Linked DNA regions of Zea mays: region 2 is linked to region 1. Evidence: chromatin contacts called from public HiChIP or PLAC-seq data. All regions are on one chromosome and are shown on one strand. The core of a region is the stretch at or near the end of the contact, and the rest is flanking DNA. Distances in the headings are between cores, read along the strand shown. Region 1 holds the start of LOC100273104 (Peroxidase 64). Region 2 holds the start of LOC100279822 (methionine adenosyltransferase).

The links. HiChIP or PLAC-seq counts read pairs in DNA pulled down with a chosen protein or histone mark.
Region 2: a contact with region 1 is called in an H3K4me3 HiChIP or PLAC-seq map of leaf, with 3 times the contacts expected there. The contact joins the promoter of LOC100279822 here to the promoter of LOC100273104 in region 1. A contact is called at or near these places in 2 of 25 Hi-C or Micro-C datasets (bundle sheath and endosperm) and 1 of 3 datasets of contacts at active chromatin or transcription factors (leaf).

Annotation. Positions count from the first base shown.
Region 1 is chr10:87,896,372-87,901,710 of Zm-B73-REFERENCE-NAM-5.0, reverse strand. LOC100273104 (Peroxidase 64) reads left to right here and starts at 3,932. Exons shown (of 1, transcript NM_001147553.1): 1 at 3,932-5,180. The coding sequence starts at 3,981. The coding sequence ends at 5,003.
Region 2 is chr10:88,209,095-88,214,541 of Zm-B73-REFERENCE-NAM-5.0, reverse strand. It overlaps LOC100279822 (methionine adenosyltransferase), which reads right to left and starts at 3,894. Exons shown (of 2, transcript NM_001152777.2): 1 at 3,705-3,894; 2 at 189-1,675. The coding sequence starts at 1,665. The coding sequence ends at 472.

The DNA.
Region 1 (5,339 bases), core at 2,683-5,182:
GCTCTGGAGCACCATGCAACAGAGCCAGGCGAGGATAGGTCGGCTAGATCATAGGAAGATAGACTCAAAAAGTTCACTATCTTTTAGGTGCACATTGTTATCATATCCGCATGTATTGATCCACGGTCTAATATATAAGGCCCATGGGGCACCCCTTCAGAACGATCGAACACACTACTCAGCCATCTACCTCAACTTTTCACGTTCTCGCTCTAGAGAACCACCTTGTAACCCATAACTCAAAGCATCTCCGCCAGGACGTAGGGTGTTACGCATCTCTAAGCGGCCCGAACCTGTAAACATTGCATATTGTCCTTCGTGCATCTGGCACGAACCATTTTGCTACAGTCGGTGACACCATCCTACCCCTAAAAACACCTCGAGGGGCAACCCCGGGTGTGCGGTCGGACCCAAAACACCGACAGAGAACAACTTCATTTTGACATGCATCTTGCTGGTTAGATCCTTTGACATACAGATCGACTCCAGCTTCAAACCTATGAAGCTAGTTTGGCTGCCTTCTGGCAAAAAGGCAATTAAGTGCAATTGGATTTTCTTAAGCAAAAATCAGATGCCTTTTAGTCTTTCAAGGTTTGGAAGACTATGGTTGAGAAGCTGAAAGTTCTGAGAACTGACAATGGTATGGAGTTTTGTTCTGGTGATTTTAACTCTTTCTGTAGGAAGGAGGGCATTGTGAGGCACCACACTATACCATATACACCTCAGCAGAACGGTGTGGCAGAGCGTATGAACAGAACAATAATCTCCAAGGCTCGGTGTATGTTGTCCAACTCAGGTTTGAGCCGAAACTTCGTTCGTGATATCATTGAAAAAGGGTTGGTGAAGGTATGCAAGATCAGTACTCATAATAATCCTGCTGATATGATGACAAAGCATGTTTCTGTTGCTAAGTTTGAGCTATGCTCAAACTTAGTTGGTATTATAAATTAGCCTTAGTGGTTGTTGGCGTCGGCAGGATGATGATGCATTTGTTTAAGGTGGAGTTTGCTATTATGATGCTACAAGGAATTTGTCTCAAGGTGGAGTTTGTTGAGTTTGTGATCCAAATTCTGAAGAAGGCGGCCAAGTTGGCGAGCGAAGCGGAGGCCCGTCGGCGGGAGGCTTGGGCGGGAGCGCAGCCATGCCAACTGGCCTTCCCATGGCTCAGGGACGCCTGGGGGTGGGGGGGGCTCCGCCCCCCGCGGTACGGATTGTTTCCCTACTCGTTTTAGGGTTTCACCTCTATAAATATCTTTGTAAGCCACAGGAGATAATCATCTCAATTGTAAATCTCCTGCGATCTGTAACCACCCGAAAATAGTGAGAAGTTGTTGGCCGGCACCCGTGGTTTTTTCCCCTTCGCTTTAGAGGGGTTTTCCACGTTAAATCTGTATCTTCTCTGTGATTGATTCCACTTTGTGTCGTATTCATTTATCCCTTTGTGTCGTATTCATTTATAACAGAAAATTTATAAAATAGGGCACCGACGACGCTATTTTTATGAGTTGAGTCCTATATTTTTATAAGTCAATGTCGGAGACGCTCTTAGTTTTTATGTTTCGAGGCTCTTTTTATTGGATAGATGGAGCCACCTGGTGCTAATGAATCCTTTAGTACTATTTCATGCAATCGAGACTAAAGAATGAGAACTTTTGTCCTAGTTGCGTAGTATTGGCTGAGAATCTGTTGCTATAGCCGATTTCCAACCGCACTAAAGGTCTTTGTGCTGTAGTTGTGCTGTAGTGGAAAACCCAAATCCATATACAAGAACTTAGACTTGGATCACGAGATAGCATCGTTCTCAACTCCATGATCGTCTATGTGCTCCACACATATGCACCACAACCACAAAGGTAAAAGGAATGTTGCACAACCGCTACAATTATGCTATGGTTACTCTCCAAACTCAACTGAATTTTAATTGTCGGTTATTAAAGTGTTAACCACCACTCATTGCCAATTTATATATGAACCATATGTTTGTACCGGCGGGCCACAATTCACCTGAGGAGCCGCTCGTTTCTTTCGGAATGAAGGCATGGAACAATTCCTATCCGATTTGTTTCTCTAATTTATATAAGTTTTGATCAGCTGAATTGATTCCTGGTCCATTCCTGGACAAACGAACAAGGCCTGAGGATATTTTCGTTGCTAGAGTTTAGGGTTTAGGGTTTTGCCACAACGTGAATCTACAATTATGCTAGTTGTACAGCTGTCGGCCATTTGATCAGCACTTGGCATAGTCTAAAGTTGACTTTATTTTGACAGCGTTGTTTTTGTGTGTGGAAATGCAGTGTACGGGGCATTTTTGTCTGTCTTGTGTACATAGTCAACCGCTACGTATACGTACGTACGTACTAGCCAATATTTCTCATATATCTCTTCCGGTTCATTGGTTGTTGTGGCTAGCTAGAACTACATACGCTACCTTACCTGCTAGCTGCATCAACCAACCTGCACCAAATTAAAAGCGTTTCCGTGCAGCAAAGACGGAGAGAGAGAGAGAGAGAAAAAAAACAAAACAAGAAAAGGTCAAATTGAAGGTGGGGCGGGGCGTGACTAAATTTAGTAGTACGTAGTTATATACCTCGAGTCTAATAATCATCAATCAAACCGTTAATCTATAGAGGGTTTAAAATTCGCATGGGATTTGATCAAATCATTACGCGTGATATATGGATGGTAGGTGGGTGTCGATGGAATTATATTGATCGAACCCGTTCATCAGCTGCATACCTTTCGTCTCTGCCTTTTTAGGAGAAAAGAATAATTCCACGATGACTGTGTTTAGGCCCTATTTGGAACCCTAGAGCGTTAATAGTTAATCAGCTAATAAATTATTAGCCATGCTAATAAACTAATTGTTAGTTGTGAGGTAGCTAACAATTAGCTACGGTATTAACTGAGTCTGTTTGGAACCTAACAACTAATTTTTAGTAGATAATTATTAGTTTTAGTGGTTCTAAACATGGCCTTAATAATTAGGGGCCGACACAATCCGGCTTTCTTCCATGAAATGATACAAAAATCCTAGAAGACCACCAAATCTCTTGACCAAGTGCGAGCTGCAAGGTAAATCAATTCTATACGGCTTAATTATTGCTGACATCGTGCGATCCTCCAGGCTGATCACATATATATCATATGCCCTGTCGAGACCTCGTCAATGTTACGTACACAAGTTAACGACCTGCACCTTCTTGTCAGAGGGTTTTCTAAAGCAACCTTCACACCTCGTTCTCTCTCAACAACTCTTGCTTTTGCATATGATTATGAGAGCTGCTACAGACGGTGTGCTACCAAGTCTCCGGGTAACATTAGGTAGATGGTGACGTATAAGCTTACTGTTGGCTCTCTTATTAGCTAGCTAGTTTTCAAATAGTGAAGTTTTCTCCATCATCGATTAACACGGTTTTCATTTGCATTTGCAATTTGCATGCATGCACGGAAAGGCCTACTTTTTGCAGGTTTTACGAGAAAATTTACAAGAAAAAAAGTTTTTTTTTGAGTTAGTTTACTGTTTTCATGAAAAATAAAATTGATAAAGATTACCCCTCTTCTTGCAAGAGATCCTCTAGGAGAAGAGGTGTTGCTACATATATCAAAATAATGTTTTTCTTGCTTTTGAGAATTCGACGCGTGTGGTGGCAATCGAAAACAAGGACAAGAAGATGCATGTTTTGCAGCTGTGTTGTTCGGAAGGAGTTGTTTTTATTTTAAGGATGGTGCATGGAAAGAGAGGGTCTAGCAGACATTAGCTAGGGAACGCGAAGATTGGGTCTTATTTGTTGACTGGGTGCACAAACACGCCATGATTATTGCGACATACTGCCATGCAAGCTACCTCCAATGTATAAATAGAGACCCAGCGGCAGCACCATCCCTCATATCTCCTCATCAGCTTCAGTTCTGAGCGATCAACATCACCATCGACTTGAACTCAAGCGACTACAGCAAACTTGCTGAGACTGCAGCTGATCATGGGGTCGATGACATGGTTGGCGGCCGTGCTGGCAGCACTCGTCGTCGCCGCCTCCTCATCGGTGGCATCACACGCCTCGCCGCCGGGGAAACTTGAGGTCGGTTTCTACGAGCACTCGTGCCCACAGGCCGAGGACATCGTGCGCAACGCCGTCCGCCGCGGCATAGCCCGCGAGCCCGGCGTCGGCGCGGGGCTCATCCGCATGCACTTCCACGACTGCTTCGTCCGGGGCTGCGACGGCTCCATCCTCATCAACTCCACGCCGGACAACAAGGCCGAGAAGGACTCCGTGGCCAACAACCCCAGCATGCGTGGCTTCGACGTCGTCGACGACGCCAAGGCCGTCCTCGAGGCGCACTGCCCGCGCACCGTCTCCTGCGCCGACATCGTCGCGTTCGCGGCCCGTGACAGCGCCTACCTCGCCGGCGGCCTGGACTACAAGGTCCCGTCTGGCCGCCGTGACGGCCGCGTGTCCAAAGAGGATGAGGTGCTCGACAACAATGTCCCTGCCCCGACTGACGAGGTCGACGAGCTCATCGAGAGCTTCAAGCGCAAGGGGCTCAACGCCGACGACATGGTCACGCTCTCTGGCGCGCACACCATCGGGCGCTCCCACTGCTCCTCGTTCACGGAGCGCCTCTACAACTTCAGCGGGCAGCTGGGGCGGACGGACCCGTCCCTCGACCCTGCCTACGCTGAGCACCTCAAGATGCGCTGCCCATGGCCGTCCAGCAACGACCAGATGGACCCCACGGTGGTGCCGCTTGACCCAGTCACGTCGGCGACCTTCGACAACCAGTACTACAAGAACGTGCTGGCGCACAAGGTCCTGTTCATCTCCGACAACACACTGCTCGAAAACCCATGGACTGCCGGAATGGTCCACTTCAACGCCGCAGTCGAGAAGGCATGGCAGGTCAAGTTCGCCAAGGCCATGGTTAAGATGGGCAAGGTCCAGGTGCTCACCGGCGACGAGGGAGAGATCAGGGAGAAGTGCTTCGCCGTCAACCCACACTACTAGTCGTCAAGTTTAGCTAATTACCCCGCGAATTATGTTTGTTTATACGTTCCATACATCAACATTATGTAGAGTGTTTTTCGTTCTCTTCAAGGGTGTGAAATCAAACAAGTTTATCAAGTAACATTCTTTGTGTTTCAAGATTTCTACAGCAGTAGGTACCATACATATATCGACTTTAATACCATGTGTTGGAGACTTGTTCTCAAATGCTATGAATTAAGAACAAGGCAACACACCAGAAAAATATTAAATGTTAATGTCCTTCGTCCTTCTAAGCATTATTTCCCTTAGAATATAATGATCTTCAGACGAAGGTTATGAAGGACATACCTTCAT
Region 2 (5,447 bases), core at 2,645-5,144, 310 kb before region 1:
CACATACCCATGCCAGGCGTACGCGCTCTACCGCGCCGGCTGAATATGTGCTTCAGCTTGTGCAACATAAGCCAAGTTAGAAAATTAACTATCTGCGTGCGGTTATTAATGTCTTAGAAATTTTAACTCTCGTGGCAACGCACGACACATATCTAGTCTATATATAACCCAAAATGCACGAGGTTCCGTTACTTCTCAAAGCAGCTGTAGGAGCCTGTAGCTTCTTTCATGGTTTTAAAAGCATTACATAAGCAGCAAAACCAGAAATAATCCTCTAGTAGGTGAATAAGCAGACACAATACGACCCCGCACACGTACCACTTATTAGGACAGTGACAGTACAGTACAAATGATAAGCAAGGGGCAGATCAAGAATCACAAGTAGGAGCCATAAAAAAGCATGATAGAGCGCAGGCACACCAGACCAGACCAGACCAGACCAAAAGCTTCTTCCAAAACAGAGGAGGCGCCTCATGCAGAAGACGGCTTCTCCGCCTTGAGGGGCTTCACCACCTCCCAGGTGAAGTCGGGGTCGTCCCTCCCAAAGTGCCCGTAGGCCGCCGTCTTGAGGTAGCGCCCGTTGCCGCCTTTCTTGAGGTCGAGGTTGATGATGATCATGCCGGGCCTGAAGTCGAAGTTCTCCTTCACGATCTTCAGGATCTCCTTGTCGGGGATCGCGCCGGTGCCGTACGTGTCCACGAACACCGAAAGGGGCTCGGGCACGCCGATGGCGTAGGAGACCTGGACAATGGCGCGGCGGGCGAGGCCGGCGGCGACGATGCTCTTGGCAGCCTGCCTCGCGACGTAGGCCCCGCTGCGGTCCACCTTGGTCGGGTCCTTGCCGGAGAAGGCGCCCCCGCCGTGGGCTCCCCAGCCACCGTAGGTGTCGATGATGATCTTCCGGCCAGTGAGGCCAGCGTCGCCGTGAGGTCCGCCGATGACGAAGCGGCCAGACGGGTTGAGGTGGAAGATTGTCTTCTCGTCGAGGTACTGCTCGGGGATGACTGGCTTGATGACGTGCTCCTTCAGGTCAGCAGCAATCTCGTCGTTGGTGACTGTCTCGTCGTGCTGGGTAGAGATGAGGACTGTGTGCACACGGATGGGAACCATGGCGCCACCCTCGTTGCGGTACTCCACTGTCACCTGGGTCTTCCCATCGGGCCTGAGCCAGGGGCAGGTTCCATTCTTGCGAACCTCCGTGAGACGAGCACCAAGCTTGGTGGCAAGGACATGGCTGAGGGGCATCAGCTCAGGGGTCTCGTCAGTCGCATACCCAAACATGTGCCCCTGGTCACCAGCTCCAATCTCCTCGGGGCGCTTGGTGAAGTGGCCGTGCACACCCTGAGCAATATCAGGGGACTGCTGCTCAATGTTCACAAGCACCTTGCAGTGGTCAGCGTCAAGCCCGACATCGTTCGACACGAAACCAATGTTGCGGCATGTCTCCCTGACAATCTTCTCGTAGTCGACATTGGCCTTGGTGGTGATCTCACCAAAGACCATGACCATGTTGGTCTTGGTGCAGGTCTCGCAAGCAACCTTGCTGTCAGGGTCCTCAGCAAGGCAAGCGTCCAGAACAGCATCTGAGACCTGGTCGCAGAGCTTGTCAGGGTGTCCCTCGTTCACGGACTCCGAGGTGAAGAGGAAGGTGTCGAGTCCGGCCATCTTCTCTGATCTGCAGCAGGCAGTACAAATGGTTAGTTAAAGCATAAAATGACTAAGGCAAAGTGAGAATCCTCATAACCAAAAGAATTGCATGTCGAAAAAGACCGATGTACTCCCCTATATAAGGGCAATGAGATATTTAGATATAGCAATAACTAAATGATTTGGTGATCAACAAAATGGACACCCAGGATGCAATCAAACACACTACTCCTTTTGGGCGAGAATGGACAGACACAGACCCAGTGCCAAAGGCTCAGTCTAAAGAAGGGATAAGCAGAGGCAAGCCTTCCCCCACAAATGCGGAGGGGCTGCTTCAAACCCGCAACCTAATAACTCAGTGAGACAGCTCTCACCGGTGTAGCAGGCCTGACCTTTTGGGCAAGAATGTTTTGTCGAAAATTTTCCTATTGTCTCATGGGATAAAAAAACAAGCACTAGGCTACTAACGAAGCAAACAAAAAGGGCACATTTGTTGGCACACACCAAGGCCACAGTTTCAGGTTGAGAGATTCTTCACGCAGAGTCAACAAGTCCCACTGGCAAAAGTTTGGCATTCCTGATCCACTCGTATAGGACTATGCTCCGCATTTGTGCTTTAGTGGATAAGGCAATAGGAATCTACCAAGCCTCGACCCGAATCAGCACAAGAATAACAAAACGTGTAACAAGATTCTAGGAATAAAGCAACCGCTCAAATTATTCTTCCAATGCATGTTGCAGGGAGGGAAAAGTAGTTTCTCCTCCCTCTGTTCCAAATTATAAGGCGTCTGTTTTGCCTTTTCTAAGTATATATCTTCTGCTATGAATCTAGACATAGCTTATGTCTAGGTGCAAAGCAAAAGCTATGTATTAGAAATGCCAAAACAGCTTATAAATTGGAGTAGAGTATAAAAGCAACGGCCATGAGCATAGTAAAAGCATAAACTGGCAGCTAGCTAGCTTGTAAAAAGAAGCTCCTACAAATCCTCTATTCAGGTAGCAAAAAGAAACGTCGACAAGTCCTACGCACATCTGGCGTACGGATAAGTTTCTAGAGCATGCGGTTTATGTTTACTGGTAGAGGATCATTTCTCACTAAAAATTGCAGCCAAAGGTTACCGAGTACCACTGCAATTTTAGCAGCAACCTTCATAGAGGTACAGCGAAGCGCTCGAAACAACACTACAGACTACAGAGCATGGTGAACGCAGGAACCAGTAGCTGTAAGTTCCTGGACAGCTTGCATAAATAAATTTTCTGAAACCCCCCAGAACCCTGTGCAGCTTGCCTAGCAAAAAGCGAAGCATGTGGTTTCTTTATCTATAGACGAATAAGACAAAGCCAATCGCCGATTCTTCTCCCCAACTCTGTTGTTTTTATAAGATTAGATGAGATCAGCATCAGTATCATTTCGGGAGCAAGCTTTATACACTCTCTAAGGTAAAAACAAAGCACCCCTACCCCTAAGCAGTTTCTGCGCACTTGTTTTGCCTGCGGGAAATTCACAGATTTGCACATGTATGTACATGCTGACAGGAAATCACAGAATTTTTTTTGGGAGCTAACGGCACGGATGGGGAGTTCCGACGAGATCGGCTCGTCCAACCACGTGTGGTTCTTTTCCCGTCTAGTGGAACGGGACAAGACGACAACAACCATCACTACTACTCCCAACAGGTGTGCGTGTGTGTGAAAGGAGGGGAAAAATAGATATCCCTCCCTGAATATACCGATTATTATTAATTTAAGGGGAAAACAAAACATTTCTCAGCACGAACGAAGGAAACCAGGGAACCTAGGATGCCGAGCCCCAGCTTTGGATGGATGGCGGCAAGGAATGCGCGAGACGCGCGCCGGAGCGTACCGCCTGACCGAGCGAGCAGCAGCTGGCCGCGGAACCAACCATTGCGGGAGCCCGCAGCTCCTAGAACCGTCCGCCTTTGTTTTGACACAGACAACGAGAACAAAACCCTACGGGCGAAGGGAGAGGAAGCGGGCACCGGAACGCAGAGCGCCGGCGGAGGCGCCTAGCGGACCGAAGGAGAAGGGACGCTCACCTGCTGCTGCTGCGCGGCGGCGACGCGGGGTGGTCGTGGTCGGGCGGATCCGAGTCCGACGAGATCCGGCGGAGGCAGCGGGCGGGTGGGTGGGTGGAGTCAGTGGGATGAGATGGGGTAAAACAAGTTCCGGTTGAGGGGAGGGGGGATCGTCTCGTCTCGTCTCAGATCCGACCCGTCCGCAGCGCACGCCGTGCCGGGCCGCGCTCCGGCCCATTTATAGCCCCCCGTCGGTAGCGGACACGGGCGCAGTGTAGTGCTGGAGGCCCGCCGCCGTCGGATTGGATTTGGTCGGATCCGGCGGGCGAGGCGAGGGGGCGGGCAGTGGCGCTGTACTGCTGTAGCATATAACGGGTGGGGTGGGGTTGGGTTGGGTTGGGTGGCGGACAGCGACCCGTACCCACCAAACACCTCAGGGCCCAGCCCTTCCTCCTGCTGCTGAGCTTGCCGCTGACTCGCTGGCCCCGGGTCCCGACCGGAGGAGGCCGCGTGATTCGGTCCGCCCCGCTCACCAACCGCCCGTGGGCCCCGCGCCGCTCGCTGATGGCCTGTGGTGATGGTGCGGTGCGCTTCACGCACGCACACGAGTTGGCATGGCCACACCCACCGCAACTGCAGGCAGCCAGGCACTACTACGATTGCAGGCAAAAAAAAAAAGGCCTTCTGCTATGCCTAATAGCGCTTGACCGAATTAAATTGGGTCAATCCCACATAAACAAATTGATGACCACCAAAGTTAGCACTCCCGGTCCCGGGTAATGATCACTGATCTGCCCAATCTCAATCACGGCTCTCAGAATACCCTCTTTGTAATTCTTTTTTCCCCGGGCCAATCTCAGTAGTTTTTTTTTATTCTCATAGGTTTCAGTATTCAAAGGCACGGTTGACTTGGTCAAGCTTGCCACAATGCCATTCACATTCACTAGCAGGTAGGCTTGTTAGTGTTTAGCTGAAATATGACCAGCTTTAGAGGATATTTGAATGCACTAGATCTTATAGTTAGTTGGCTAAAAATAGCTAGTGAAATTAACTAACTAATAAATAGCTAGCTAACTATTAGCTAATTTGCTAAAAAATAGCTAATATCTGAACTATTAGATAGATTGTTTGGATGTTTTCAACTAATTTTAACAGCTAACTTTAGCTCTAGTGCATTCAAACACTCCCTTGGCTGCTAAGGAATGTTAAGTACACCAGATATTATGTTTTTCGTATGTATGTGTGCTAGATTTCAATCTGATCATAAGGAATACCACCTTGTGGCAGTGAAGTGGATTTTGAGACATTCAGTTCACAAGCCTCACTTCGGGCTCTGGTATCCTAAGGAGTCTACCTTTGATCTAATTGGGTATTTGGATTCCGATTATGTCGGGTGCAAGCTGGTAGATATGAAGAGCACATTAGGGACATGTCTGTTTTTTTGAGGTCCCTAGCGTCTTGGAGCTCAAAGAAACAGAATTCCGCTGCCCTATCCACCGTCGAGGCCAAGTATATTGCTGGAGGCCATTGCTGTGTGCAATTGCTTTGGATGAGGCAAACACTCAAAGACTTTGGCTACTGAAAGGGAAATGGGCTTAACTATTTCCTATAATCAATTTTGGTATTTGACGTCCATCACAAACCATATGGACTAACTAGTTTGCCTAGTAGCTATTTTTTCTTAGGTGCATAAAGCTCAACATAAACATACAAAGAAAAAGACTAGAGGGAAATTTACAAAGTTTGGAGCATACAAGAAATGGT